Regions from separate parts of the Mus musculus genome. Here region 2 is linked to region 1. Evidence: chromatin contacts called from public Hi-C data. All regions are on one chromosome and are shown on one strand. Each heading gives the region's core, a stretch centred on a gene start, on an enhancer-like site or on the middle of the called end of the contact. The rest is flanking DNA. Distances are from core to core; before and after follow the strand shown.

Evidence for each region. A called contact is a pair of places that touch in the nucleus more often than the background predicts.
Region 2: a contact with region 1 is called in a Hi-C map of cerebellum, with 1.7 times the contacts expected there. The contact joins two enhancer-like sites. A contact is called at or near these places in 2 of 39 promoter capture datasets (cranial neural crest and hippocampal neurons), 1 of 15 datasets of contacts at CTCF or cohesin (pro-B cells) and 5 of 484 Hi-C or Micro-C datasets (cerebellum, cerebral cortex, cortical neurons and 2 more).

The regions. Positions count from the first base shown.
Region 1 is chr15:4,063,995-4,070,871 of GRCm38.p6, forward strand. All of the region lies in intron 7 of Oxct1 (3-oxoacid CoA transferase 1), which reads left to right. Among named protein-coding and RNA genes, the nearest start is that of BC037032, 40 kb to the left of the region's middle. Within about 2 kb of position 3,382, at least 7 of the 459 cell types and tissues checked have an H3K27ac peak or open chromatin away from gene starts, as enhancers often do. A contact at or near this core is called in cerebellum, where this site is marked.
Region 2 is chr15:4,495,178-4,502,054 of GRCm38.p6, forward strand. All of the region lies in intron 1 of Plcxd3 (phosphatidylinositol-specific phospholipase C, X domain containing 3), which reads left to right. Among named protein-coding and RNA genes, the nearest start is that of Plcxd3, 120 kb to the left of the region's middle. Within about 2 kb of position 3,049, at least 7 of the 459 cell types and tissues checked have an H3K27ac peak or open chromatin away from gene starts, as enhancers often do. A contact at or near this core is called in cerebellum, where this site is marked.

The DNA of each region.
Region 1 (6,877 bases), core at 2,132-4,631:
GGCTCATTGAGGTCTGTTTGGGTCCATCTCAGGAGAACTCTTGTCAACCCCCCAACTCCCCATGACACCCTGTCCCAGCTGCCTGTGTGCATAACACGCGCAACCCTGTCCTTTTCTCTGTTTATTTTTCCTTCTTTTCCTTTTTTTCATGCTTAATATAGAACACCTAGAGGAGGGCAGAGAGTGCTTCACTCAGGGGACGGCTGATAACACAGCCTGGAGTGCACTGTACATGCTTGTCAGAAAAGGTCATCTGACTCAACCATAGAAGGCTACCAGTGCCGCCTGTGACCGAAATAACCTGTTTTATTAGTTTTTAAAAATTGTGTGTGTGTGTGCATGGCATCAGCCTGTGCTGTGTGTGTGCATCAGGGCCGTCAGCGTATATTTAAGTTGGTGCTATAAAACAAAGATTTACACAACACCTTTTCAACTATCTATCTTTGTTACTTTTCATATTCGTTTTCACAAGCTAAACTCATTTCTGTTTCATATTCTTCCTATTTACGTATATTTATATAATTGCCTATCAAAATAATTGTTTTGCATCACAAGATAATAGCCACATACAAATATGTACACACCACCTGCTTGGCTTACAAAGATTGAAGACCTAGGAATTGTCTATCGAAGATAAGAGCCTGCCTTCTTCCCAGAGGCAACCACCATGAGGATAATTATATGTTTTCAGTCTCCCTCTTTTGAAAATTCTGTGTCATAAGGAGGTTTAAAAATGTGTTTTCCAAAATGATATCCTAAGGATTCTTTTTGTCATATCTGTACGAGCGAAGCTTTGAAAACTGTGAGTTCGTGTTCTATGCCAATGACGGGCAAACCCCATCTCTTTAGGAGGGTGACTTGAGGAAAAGATTAGGGGACATCTGCCATCCTCCAAGCTGACACATGCTGTGTCTGGGTAGAGAGTACGGAAAGGTGCAGACTGAGATGCAAATGATGTTGCAATACTATGTTTAAGATGTATGTTTTCAAGAAGGACTGTGAACATGCATGGCTGTGAGCAGAGACAGCAGTGCCCCCTCCTCAGCCCAACACTCTATGCACTTGGGTGTCCATCATCCTTCCTGCTCCATCCTCATCTCCATCTCTCCCTCACTTGTCTTATCTTGAGACAAGTGCTAGATAATGTCTCAGTGATGTTTAAGACAAATTCACTCATGCTGTGACATTCCAGCATGCCTGGCACGTCTCTGGGTGCTGCAAATTCACCATGAACATGAAGGAGAGAGAGCTCTCTACCCTCAGGGAACTTTTATTCGCAGACTAAATAAGTGAAACAGAGAGCATGTAACGATGTTGTTAAACATCGATGGAAAAATGTCTAGGAAATGTCAAGGAAAGAAACAGTTCATAAACGATGTGTTCAGTGAAAAGCCACATTGTGATGACTTTTTTTGTCTTAGTTTTGTTTGTTTGGTTGGTTTTGTTTAGTTTTGGTTTTTCAAGATGAGGTTTCTCTGTGTAACAGCCCATGGCTGTCCTGGAACTAGCTTTGTAGACTAGGCTGGCTTTGAACTTACATTGATCCACCTGCTTCTTCTCCCAAGTTCAGGAATTAAAGGCATGTGCCATCATGCCCAGCTAGAATCTTCAGTATTTTTAACCTTTATTTTTATTTTATGTGTATGGCTATTTTCCATTCATGTATCACATGCATTCTGTGCCTAAAAAAACCAACAACAACAAAAAACCAGATAAGTGCTTTGGATCCACACGAGCTAGAGCTAGAGATGGTTGTGAGCCACTATGTGGGTGTTGGGGAATTGAACCCAGGTACCTTAGGAGAACAGCATCCTTAACTGCTAAGGCATCTCTCTAACCCATTTATAGGGTTTTGAAAAATAATTTTTATTGAGAATTTCATAAATGCATATTATGTGTTTTGATCATAAGTATGCTCCAATTGTCTTCTCTTCTGGGCAGGGTGGTAGGCTACAGTCTTACATGAGCAACTTTCTTGATAGGGTAATGATGATATCTTCTTCAGAGCTAGGTAAAATTTCTATTTTTAGGACATTTTATAATAGTTCCCATGAACTCTTAAGGCTTTCTTAGGGTTTGGGTGTGATTTGACCCACCTAGGCTCATGGTCTGAAAGGCCTGAAGGAGCTGAAGGGGTTTGCAACCCCATAGGAGGAACAACAATATGAACCAATCAGAGCTCCCAGAGACTTAACCACCAAATAAGGAGTACACATGGAGGGACCCATGGCTCCAGCTGCAAATGTAGCAGAGGATGGCCTTGTTGGGCATCAATGGGAGGGGAGGCCTTTGATCCTGTGAAGGCCCCAGTGTAGGGAAATGTGAGGGCAGTGAGGTGGGAGGGGCACACTCTCATAGAAGCAGGAAGAGGGGGGATAGGATAGGGGCTTTTGGGGGGAAATCGGGAAAGAGGACATTTGAAATGCAAATAAATAAAATATCCAATTAAAAAAATTCAAAAAAGAAAAAAACAAAAAGAACGATTAACACTAGTCTTCTGGAATGAGTTTGTCTCCATGTTGTACTGCAGTCAAGGGAACCCTCACCAGAGGCAGTACTGATGAGTTACCTAGTCTTGACTTCTTGTCTCTAAGCCTACATACTGAACACCTTGTTTTTGTCTATTACGTACACTGTCTCAGTTACTTATTTTTTGTCTCCCTTCCCGGTTTCCCCTCTTCAAATTCCTATCCCATGCCCCCTCCTCCTGCTTCTATGACAGTGTGCCCCCTTCCACCCACTGACCTACCCCTGTCTCCCTGCCCTGGCATTCCCCTACACTGGGGCATCCATTGAGCTTTCACAGGACCAAGCTCTTCCCCTCCCATTGATGCCAGATACAGTCATTCTTTGCTACATATGCAGTTGTAGCCATGGGTCCCTCCATGTGTACTCTTTGGTTGGTGGCTTAGTCCCTGGGAACTCTGGGGTTACTGGTTGGTTCATATTGTTGTTCCTCTTATGGGGCTGGAAACCCCTTCAGCTGCTTCAGTCCTTTTTCCTAACTTCTTTTGTGCTTGGTCCAATGGTTGGCTTTGAGCATCTGTATCTGATTTGTCAGGCACTGGGCGAGCCTCTCAGGAGACAGCTTTATCAGGCTCTCGTCAGCAAGCATTTATTGGCATCCACAATAGTGTCTGGGTTTGGTGTCTGTATGTGGGATGGATCCCTAGGTGGGGCAGTCTCTGGATGGCCTTTCCTTCAGTCTCTGCTCCACCCTTTGTCCCTGCATTTTCCATAGACAGGTTACTTTGTTATAGTAACAGACAACAGAATAATGTGGAAGTCTGACAGTGAGGCTCAGATGAGGAGAGAGTGATTGTGAGACTGGAACATTTTACGTTTTGTGACTCCCTGCTCTGTTTAAGGACCTTGGCATTAGTAAAGCCTCATGAATTATCTTAGCACAGAAGTGACCAGAGTGGCTATTGTTTCCCCTCTATGACAGAATGTGGGAGCACAGTGGCTTTTAGCCAGGTGGCTTAATTACTTCAGTGGATCCTGTGGATTTGTCATCATCTTCATGAAGCAGAGCAATTAGTGTGTCAACGTTGGAGACTGACCTTGCTCCTGCTGCTTTAGAGAAAATGAAAGCATCTCGGGAGCAGACGTGGTTCCTCTCCTCTCAAATGGCTTTTTATTTGGTTAATTTTTGTGTTTTATTTAATGCATATGGGTGTTTTGCCTTCACATAGATCTAGCTGCACACCATTGGTGTGCTCAGCACCCTCAGAGGCCAAAGAGGGCCTCTGAGCTCTTGGAACTGGAGTTACAGAAGGCTATCAGCTGGTATGTGGGTGCTGGGCTCTGAACCCATGTCCTCGGGAAGAACAGCCTGTGTTCCTGACTGCAGAGCCATCTCTCCATCCAAATGTCTTTTATTTTAAATCTTGAGTTTATTAAGGACTTGACACAAAGTTGCAACAGCAGTGGGATCCAGGCTGTCTCCAATGGACCATGAAGGACAAACATGGTGTAAACAGAGTGACAACAAGAATTAACACTTCTGTCCCTGCGGGACACATGCTTTTAACCATATTGAGGAATTATTCTTGAAAGCTCCAGTTTCAAATATTCATACTACACACAGGTAACAATTGCTCACACCTGTGCAGAAGTCATTCACACAAACATCCCTGATTGGCATGTGGAGACACAGTGTTTATGAGAACTTGGCCAGAATGTCAAACTTGACATTCTGTGTGTGAATGGCCTTCCGTGCACTTTAGTATTAACCCCACAGATCGCTCTGTTTCCGTTAGCCCATGAGAAGAACGAGACCACAAAAGAAACAGTTTACACTGCCAGACATGGTGGTACAGACCTATGATCCCAGCACTCAGGGGTGTTGGTGGTGGGAGGATTGCATGTTTGAGGCTAGCCTGGACCACACAGTGAGTCCAGTGCCAGCCTGGACAACATAGTAAGACCCTGTTTCACAAAACAGGAGTGGAAAAAAGAGGAGAAATTAAACAGTATAATCTGATCCTCTTGAATCCACCTCCGAAACCCCCTTTTTTGAGCAGTTGTGTGGAACCCAGAGAGCTGTTTGCTTTAACAAGGAAGGACTGTGTGACTGGTGACCCTTCCCTCTGATGCAGTATGCTGTTGACAGCCTTGCTTCTTGTAGCAGAGACTGAGAGGGATGGAGATCATACCCATGTGTTGCTTTGCTTTTAGACCCATTAACTTGTATCAACTTGCACTTGTTTTCTTCATAAGTTTTCAGTTATTTATGCTTCTTCACTTTTATTTTCCTTTGCTCATCCTCTCTAAAAGAAATATCTATAAATATAAGTGCTGTGTTTCAAATGTGTCCAGGTGTAGAACGTTTTGACAGAAAGCCTGCTAATAGCCTAACATAGCTCCACTAAATGAGCTGTTTGTTTTAGGTTATTGAAGTATTTAGAGACTGCTCATTTCCTTGAATTTTCATGATTGGTCAGCTTGGTTTAAAAGAATTTTGGATTCTAATGGAGATGTATTTAATGAAGACATATTGTGTTTATCTGCTTGGTGAAATAATCTCAATAATAAAATTGCTATAATATTAATAAATATAAAATATAGACTTGCTGAATGCCTGCTATCTACATCTTTTTTTTTTTTTTGTGGTTAGTGACTATTGTAGGTTACTAAATATAAGTCTTAGCCTGATGACCATTAGCACGGAGAATGGCAGAATAGAAACAAGGTTCATTGATGATAAAGATATATAAAACAAAGTACTAATCTTGACACTTTATTTCTTGTTGCTTGGCAACAATGTAGCAACTTTTGTGAGAGAGTTCTATTATCTCCTGCACAATGGACTTGGTTGCATTGTGAGGTAGAAACACCCATTACAGCAAGTGATTTGTGCGCCATTATCCTCCGAAAAGTTTGGTTCAGTTTCTTATTGTTAGCTCAGAGATCCTGGAAGACAAAGTCATTATAATAATATATCATTTTTTTGATGGATTGGTGAATTTATTCTAGCTATTTCCAGCTTTTCACTTTGTAACTATTTATAATTTTCTACGCTTTACAAATTCCTCTTTTATAAATTCCTCTTTTAGCGACTTGAACATCTAAAGGTAGGTATTTAAATGTTATTAGGATAAATATGATGGCTCATTGGTGGTTAACAGGCTTTGCCCGTGTGTAGGAGAGCAGAGCTCCTTATCTCATGAACAGTGACCTTTACCTTTGTTGGGTGTATAGTGTTCCTATTTTAGTAACTACTTCAGTAAATCAGAAGAACAAAGCTTGTCGAGCTGTGATTTGTTTTAAAAGAATGGCTGAATCTTATTGTATTTAGCTACGTGTTTCTCTGTACTATTTTCTATATGGTGTAATTATTTTGACTTAAAACAAAACTTATATAACCGGTGGCCTATTTTTGTACTACCTCAGAGCTAAAGATGCTCCTTTCATTTTAGAGGGTTATTTGAGAAAGAGGAGGAGGACTACATGGTCATAGCAGTGTGTAGCTCACGGGGGATTATAGACAACAATAACTGTTGGCATAAAAGTGGTTGAAGACTCTTCATTGCAACTTAATGTCCATTTTTAATCCCAACATATTAAATACCAGTCAGTATTACACCTTTCAAAGCCATTGAACTTGGGTAGAATTGAGACACAACAGTGATATGTGAAGCTACTTTATGAATTTCTGTAGCTGTGGTGATTGGCTGCAGAGTTTGTAGGCTTGTTTTGAGGTGCTCCTCAGGAGAGGGTAATTTATATACAGTACCTGGTTTTCCAGCTGTGGTTGTCCCAATCTCTTTATGTTCTTGATATCTGTGTCAATCAATCCGACTTACCTGAGCTATAATTAGATGCTGATAGACCGACCCATTTTCTACTAGAGTCTATCATTTCTACTTGGTTAACCTTGTATCTGTAGGCCAGTACTTTTTTTTTCCCATTTTTTATTAGGTATTTAGCTCATTTACATTTCCAATGCTATACCAAAAGTCCCCCATACCCACCCACTCCCCCTTTTTGGCCCTGGCGTTCCCCTGTACTGGGGCATATAAAGTTTGCGTGTCCAATGGGCCTCTATTTCCAGTGATGGCCGACTAGGCCATCTTTTGATACATATGCAGCTAGAGTCAAGAGCTCCAGGATACTGGTTAGTTCATAATGTTGTTCAACCTATAGGGTTGCAGATCCCTTTAGCTCCTTGGGTACTTTCTCTAGCTCCTCCATTGGGAGCCCTGTGATTCATCCATTAGCTGACTGTGAGCATCCAGTTCTGTGTTTGCTAGGCCCCGGCATAGTCTCACAAGAGAAAGCTACATCTGGGTCCTTTCGATAAAATCTTGCCAGTACTTAAGCACACAGATGGGCAGCCATGAGAACAGCAACTCTGGGATTCAGGCTGAGGACG
Region 2 (6,877 bases), core at 1,799-4,298, 430 kb after region 1:
CATTGATAACTCTTTATTGACAGTTCCATAGGCATGATCTTTCTTTGGCCTCCTACTTCCCAGTACATACAAAATGACTTTGGTGACAATGCCACCCTTTGTGTATAATTGGTCACAACGTGGTCATGAATCCTAAGGAACGGGTTATATGTTTCCAAAACGTGATAAGCAATTCAGAGTCCCTAGTAGGATGGCAGATGATTTGGACAGTTCATGAGTAGACTCAGTTATGAGCTAGGATATAGTGTGGAATGCAGTGTGCTGATATGAAGAGATAAATCAGAAGCCAAGTATCACTTTTACTTTAGCAACACTTAATCTAGTTTAATTAATAGAGAACTTACAATGAGATCTGATCTGATATTATTCAGCTTTATATTTAGCTCAGTACCTATTGTGCTGCTGGAAACTCATTCAGTATTGAGTAATGTCTGCCCCCTCCAATTCATGTGAGTCTTACCTGTTTCCACTTGGTTTTATTTCTGATTTCTAAGTATTTAAAAGACTTTACAGGTTCATTCTACTGATTTTCTTTCTGCTATTATATAAGGCTGATTTCACCACAATTTCTTAGATTTCTCAACCCAAGAAATTCTGGTGGCTTCTGTATGATACCCATGGTATTTTGTCCAGGGGAGAAGTAGCTTTGGAATTTTATGTTTCAAATCACAAACAAAATAAAAACACAAAATTTGTCCTATTTTCCTCAATGTGACTATGTTTGTATATAAGAGAGTTTTAAATTAAAATACAAAGATTTTCTTTCAAATAACAAATATAATTAAGATATCCTAGGATCATATGCTGTGCAGATTGTATTAAATTCTAGAACACAACACTGCTAATTTTGATAAACTGTTTTGAAAGGAATAGATATTCCTCACCTTGAAAAGTTTTCTCTCCACTAATAAAGTTACATTTTGTGGGGTTATCTTGATTTCAAATGCTTTAATATGCCATGTGAATTATCAGAACAAATACATAGATAATTATATTAGTGAGTAAAATAATTTCCAATGAACCTTTTCTTTATGTATGACTCTCAGAAATCATGCCTAGTATATTAATCCAATCCTAAGCATAGACAATACTAACTTCCACTGCTAACAATCTTCTTTGGCATTATTGATCACTTGTGATGGTTTGACTGAGAACGTCTCCTTAAGCTCGATGTTTGAATACTTTGTCCCCAGTTGGTGGTGCTGTTTTAAAAGTTTGAGTGATGAGGCCTTCTTGAAAGAGTCTATCACTGGGGGCAGATTTTGAGAGTTTAAAGACTTGGCAGTCATCTTTGATACATATGCAGCTAGAGTCAAGAGCTCCGGGATACTGGTTAGTTCATAATGTTGTTCCACCTATAGGGTTTCAGATCCCTTTAGCTCCTTGGGTACTTTCTCTAGCTCCTCCATTGGGAGCCCTGTGATCCATCCAATAGCTGACTGTGAGCATCCACTTCTGTGTTTGCTAGGCCCTGGCGTAGTCTCACAAGAGACAGCTACATCTGGGTCCTTTTGATAAAATCTTGCTAGTGTATGCAATGGTGTCCGCATTTGGAAGCTGATTATGGGGTGGATCCCTGGATATGGCAGTCTCTACATGGTCCATCCTTTCGTCTCAGCTCCAAACTTTGTCTCTGTAACTCCTTCCATGGGTGTTTTGTTCCCAATTCTAAGGAGGGGCATAGTGTCCACACTTCAGTCTTCATTCTTTTTGAGTTTCATGTGTTTTACTGGAAAGAGAGGCCCATTGGACATGCAAACTGTATATGCCTCAGTACAGGGGAACGCCAGGGCCAAAAAAAATAGGAATGAGTGGGTAGGGAAGTGGGGGGGAGGGCATGGGGGACTTTTGGGATAGCATTGGAAATGTAATTGAGGAAAATATGTAATAAAAAAATAAATTAAAAAATAAATAAAGACTTGGCAGTGTTTCCAAATCACTCTCTCTCTCTGCGTATTGCTTGTGTTTTAAGATGTAAATTTTTGGCTTGGCTCCAGTTTGTGTGCCTCTACTCTGCCCTCATGAATGCAACCATTTGAACCTGTCAACCCAAATCAACTTTCCTCTATAAGATGATTTGGTCATGCATTCATCACAGCAGTAGAAAAGTCATTGATGGATCTTTCATCTCATTTTCCTTGGAAAAGCCTCGTCCTCACAGGTCTGTGCTACAGCTTGTCAGCTTTGTGACAGCAGGACTTGTCAGGGCAAAGCTTGACACACTTGTTTGCAACAATTATCTACTAATCAAAGAGTAGTCAAAACGAAGATGTTGTTCTATTCCAGGAGTTTATTTTCCTCCTTTGGAAATTCTCCCATCATTTCTTGGAGGAATGGTTACACGACCACTAATGATTCTTCAGCCACTGATTCGTGCTAGGTTGAGTGGAACAGAATTCTAGGGAATTCTTTTCCATGCTCTGATCAAATAGAATATCATTGCCCTCTCTTGATATAAGCCAGGTATTGCCATCTGTATCCAGTTTCTAGTCCTTAAGGTAAGAAATAGAAATCTGATTCAGAAACGGTGCAGTGTCTCCTTTGAAGTCAGAGATCTTCAAACTACAGTGAAGAAACTTTGTAATACCAGCTTCAACAGTGGAATCCAAAAGAATCATGTTCCTGGCAAACATTGATATTCCCTCCTGGAACTTATACTCCAGAATGGATAAAACAGTAGTTTCACATACAGAAGGTATACTTTTTAAAAAAAAAATTAATTTAATCTCTCGTACATTACATCCTGACCATAGTTTTCCTTTCCTCCTCTCCACCCCCTAACTCCTCTCTCCATGCACCCTTTCAGAGCTTCATTGCACACCTGACTAAACAGGTATCTTATTCATTGGGAAAAGGTAGTCAGGACTCTTTCAACCATTGTATCACTTCCCATAGAAAGATGCTTCACAAAGCTACCTCCCAAGTTCTTAAAACTAGCCCTTTTCTTTTAAACCAGACCAAATCTGTCTTTGGCTATGGTCCTACACTTCCCAGCGTCCAGCATACCATATGCTGAGTGTGTCACTGTTTAGCAAGAGGATGCAGACTGGGTCTGGGTGTTTGGAACATTTTACTCACTTGGCCCCGGAAACGGCACTGGCCTCCATCTGCTCCCTAGTACAGCTTTTGGATCTGATTCTAATTCTGCATGGAGGAGGTGGTCTGAGATCCATCCTCACTGGGCTATGCATCAATGGTAGAAGACCAAACTTTTATTATTATTGAGAAGTTTTTATTCAGTTAAGGTTAACTCATCAGGTATATGGGTTTTTTTTTTCTTTGTTTGTTGGTTGGTTTTGTTTTTTGTTTGTTTGTTTGTTTCTTTGTTTTAAGAAATAGAGGGTTTATGTTTGGATTTAAAGTGATTGTTGAGTTAGAAAAATTTGATTCCAGGACAATCTCTTCTAGTTACCTGCTCTATACCTGTCTTATCTTCACTTCTCTACTGTTATCATTAAAGTGTAGAATTTTTAAGAGGTTTTTATTGTTCTCAGGTCTGTCAATGAGTTTTTAACAATGAAGGGTCCCCAAATGAATACATTAAAGAGAGGTTGGGGTATTCATTCTTTCTGACCCTGCCTCTCTTTAACATTTGAGTCTCTTTACTGAGACTGTTTACTGAGCCTCATGATACCTATATTGTAATGTATTCCTTCCAACTTCTGGAGGTATTCCTTACTTGTTTTTAATGCCTTGCAACTGGGGAGTGGTTTACCATTTCAACTATATGTAGCTTAGTGGTACCCCACAATCTGGTTTCCTATACTTCCCACACATGATTGGGTTATAAATATCCTTGTTTCAGACTGGGTTGGATAGTCTGGTTTTTGCTGACACTTTGACTAGCCACCTCATAAGACTGGTTACCTAAAATTTGAGAAGTGAGATTCCAAGCAGATAACATGCCTCCTGGTTATAAATTTATGTGACAATGGCTAAAAATGAATTTTCCTTTGGGGATGTTGAAAATCATTGAATAAGTAATTTGTATGACCATGAATTGGAAAATAGAACTGAGTATCTAATTGATTAATATGTGTGATGAAGTGCTCTATGAATTCAGAATTGACCAAGATCCATGTGAATGGAATGGTCAAGGATACTCATGTATAAGCTAATAAGTACCACCAACCACAAAGAATCATTTGTGAATTGTCTACCCTGAACTTATAATGGATATTATATTAAAAAGTCACCAAAGCACACGACCTATGGTTGTGTTCTAAGGAGTTGTCATGGTATTGTTCAATGTCAGAAAAGGTCTTCTGGAAATAAATTACTCATGGACTCAGCATGTATAGAACTAAACACATCTCTCAGTAAATAAAAAACTTCTAGGATTTCTCGAATTGCAATATCCGTTTTGAAAAGTCATAGAAAAATTCACAGGTTTTAGGACTTCCATTTTAGTCATAAGCATCAGCTCTCTCCAATTTATTAGTTTTAAATTTGAAAAAATATATACCAGAAAACATTTACAACAATGTAAGAATCATATAACTGTACTCATAATCACCATCAGATTAAGAAATAAACTATACCAAAGGCAATGCAAATTTATACCACATCACATCCTTCCTGAGTCAGAGAATTTACTTTTTTTTTCCCACTCTCTTCCCAGCCCATGTGAATGCAAAGCTATGACCAAAATAGAAAGACAGCTTTTAAACCTCCCTTTACAATGGACAAACCTCACTGTCACTGAGCTGTAATGAAGCATGAGGCTATTGTCTGCACCTCAGAGGGTTGTGACTCCATGTCTGTGCTGCACTACCCGCAAGGCCTTGCTCCTCTGAGCCTATAAAAACACATAGCCCATTGTTCTTAAATCAATACGTGTCCTCTGGACAGTCAACTTCAAGAACAGCTTACCCTAGTAAATTCTGGATTTGGTTTTACCAAGCCAAACAGGAGACTTTTTTATTTCTTGAGTATCCCAGCTGTGTACTTTTAAAATAAATACTTTAAAGTGTTTTCATGCATTTCCCTCGAAGCAAGAGCTTTGAGAAAATAAACATGACTTTTCGTGTTGTAAAGTACAAATATTCAATACTCTTCAGCCTATTTGGGAATTGAAAATTACACCAGGAGTTTGAAAGCCTCTTCAAACATAATCATGATGATCATTGCCTGGATTAATTATGGAAATGGGAAAAATTTGGAGCAAGAAACTGATCCAGTTAGCTTAAAACTCCAACAGCTCCAAGACATTGATTGACTATTAGAAATGAAGAACAGACAAGTCTAGTGATTGACTTCTACCAGAAAAAGGGAGTGGAAGAGTGAGACAAGAGTGGCCACACCTGAGATGGCTCAGTGGGGGAAAGGTGCTTCCTGCCAAGACTGCAAATCTGAGTTAAAGCCCCAGGACCCACCTGGGACAAGGAGAAAACAGACTAGCAAATTATCATTTGACTCCACATGAGCACAAGACTGAATGAGTGAATCATGATTGAATGAATGTTGAAAGAAAGAAAAAAAGTTCCCTAAGAAGAATATCTGATGAGATGTATCCATGACAATCAGAGCTCTCAAAAGTCCGTTCCCAGGCACAGACAGTATCAATCTCTTTGGTGTTGGGAACTCTGAGGTATGTCCTTGAGTGACTAGACATAGTGGCTAAGAACCAATAATGAAGACAAATAAATTCTTTAAGATAAATGTGAGGTTAGGCCAGGCGGTGGTGGCACATGCCTTTAATCCCAGCACTTGGGAGGCAGAGGCAGGAGGATTTCTGAGTTTGAGGCCAGCCTGGTCTACAGAGTGAGTTCCAGGACAGCCAGGGCTACACAGAGAAACCCTGTCTCAGAAAACAAAAACAAAAACAAAAACAAAAACAAAACAAAACAAAACAAAACAAAAACAAACAAAACAAAAACAAAACAAAAGCAAAAACAAAAGACAAAAAAGATAAATGTGAGGTTAAAGTAAGAAATTCCTCTGTGTTATGGGAGAGTTCAATGAGAAAAGCACATGGACTGTGTAGGATTAACATTCTTCAGAGCAAATGCCACAGGTGCTCATCGTCACTGTCATTTTCCAATTCAAAAATCTATAACTGTCCTTTACCTAAGGAAGCCTCATAACTGTGAAAAATCAAGGAGTAAGACAGCAGAAGAGTTTGTTATAGGATAACATATGAGACCACTAAAAAACAGAAAGAGATTTATTTCAATATAATGTATAGGAAAGGAAATTTAGAAATGCAGTCTGATAAGAGATCTGTTTAAGTATTTATTATTGAGTGTTACAAAATGCAATCATCTAGATTGTTTGAAGACAATGCAACACTATGAGAAACATTGAAGACATCATTTAATATATTTGATATGTTTCTGTCTGTTTACAACAGACAGAATGTAATATTACATGAGTAGTACTATACATGATTAACTCCAGCGCAATAATTACCCAATGATTTATGGCATATATTTGATAATAAGTATTGTGGGAAATTCTCCATGTCATATGAGATGGGACAAAGGACTCTCTAGCATCCTGGCGATGCTGTGTGAATTGAGCTTGTGATAGATCCAGCTGTGGTACCCATGTTCTGGTGTTTAGCAAGCAGTCTGCATATGTGCAGCTGTCTGACAGATGTTATCATCTTTCCTGCTGCAAGGTTGGAAAAGAGAGAGGGGCATTCTGTTCTCTACACAGCTCCATCTCAAATGCTAAGGGCAGGAGAAGAGAATGAGAAACAGGAAAGAAAGCAAAGGAAATATCCCCAAACCCAAACGTGTCTTTGTTAAGAAAAACAACCCAGCTGTTGGCAAGAAGTGGTGTTTTGTGAGCATGATGGAATCAAAGGCTTGTATTTCAAGGAGACTTATTTTTTTCTGTAGCACAAACATGATTAAGGGTAATGTGTGTTATT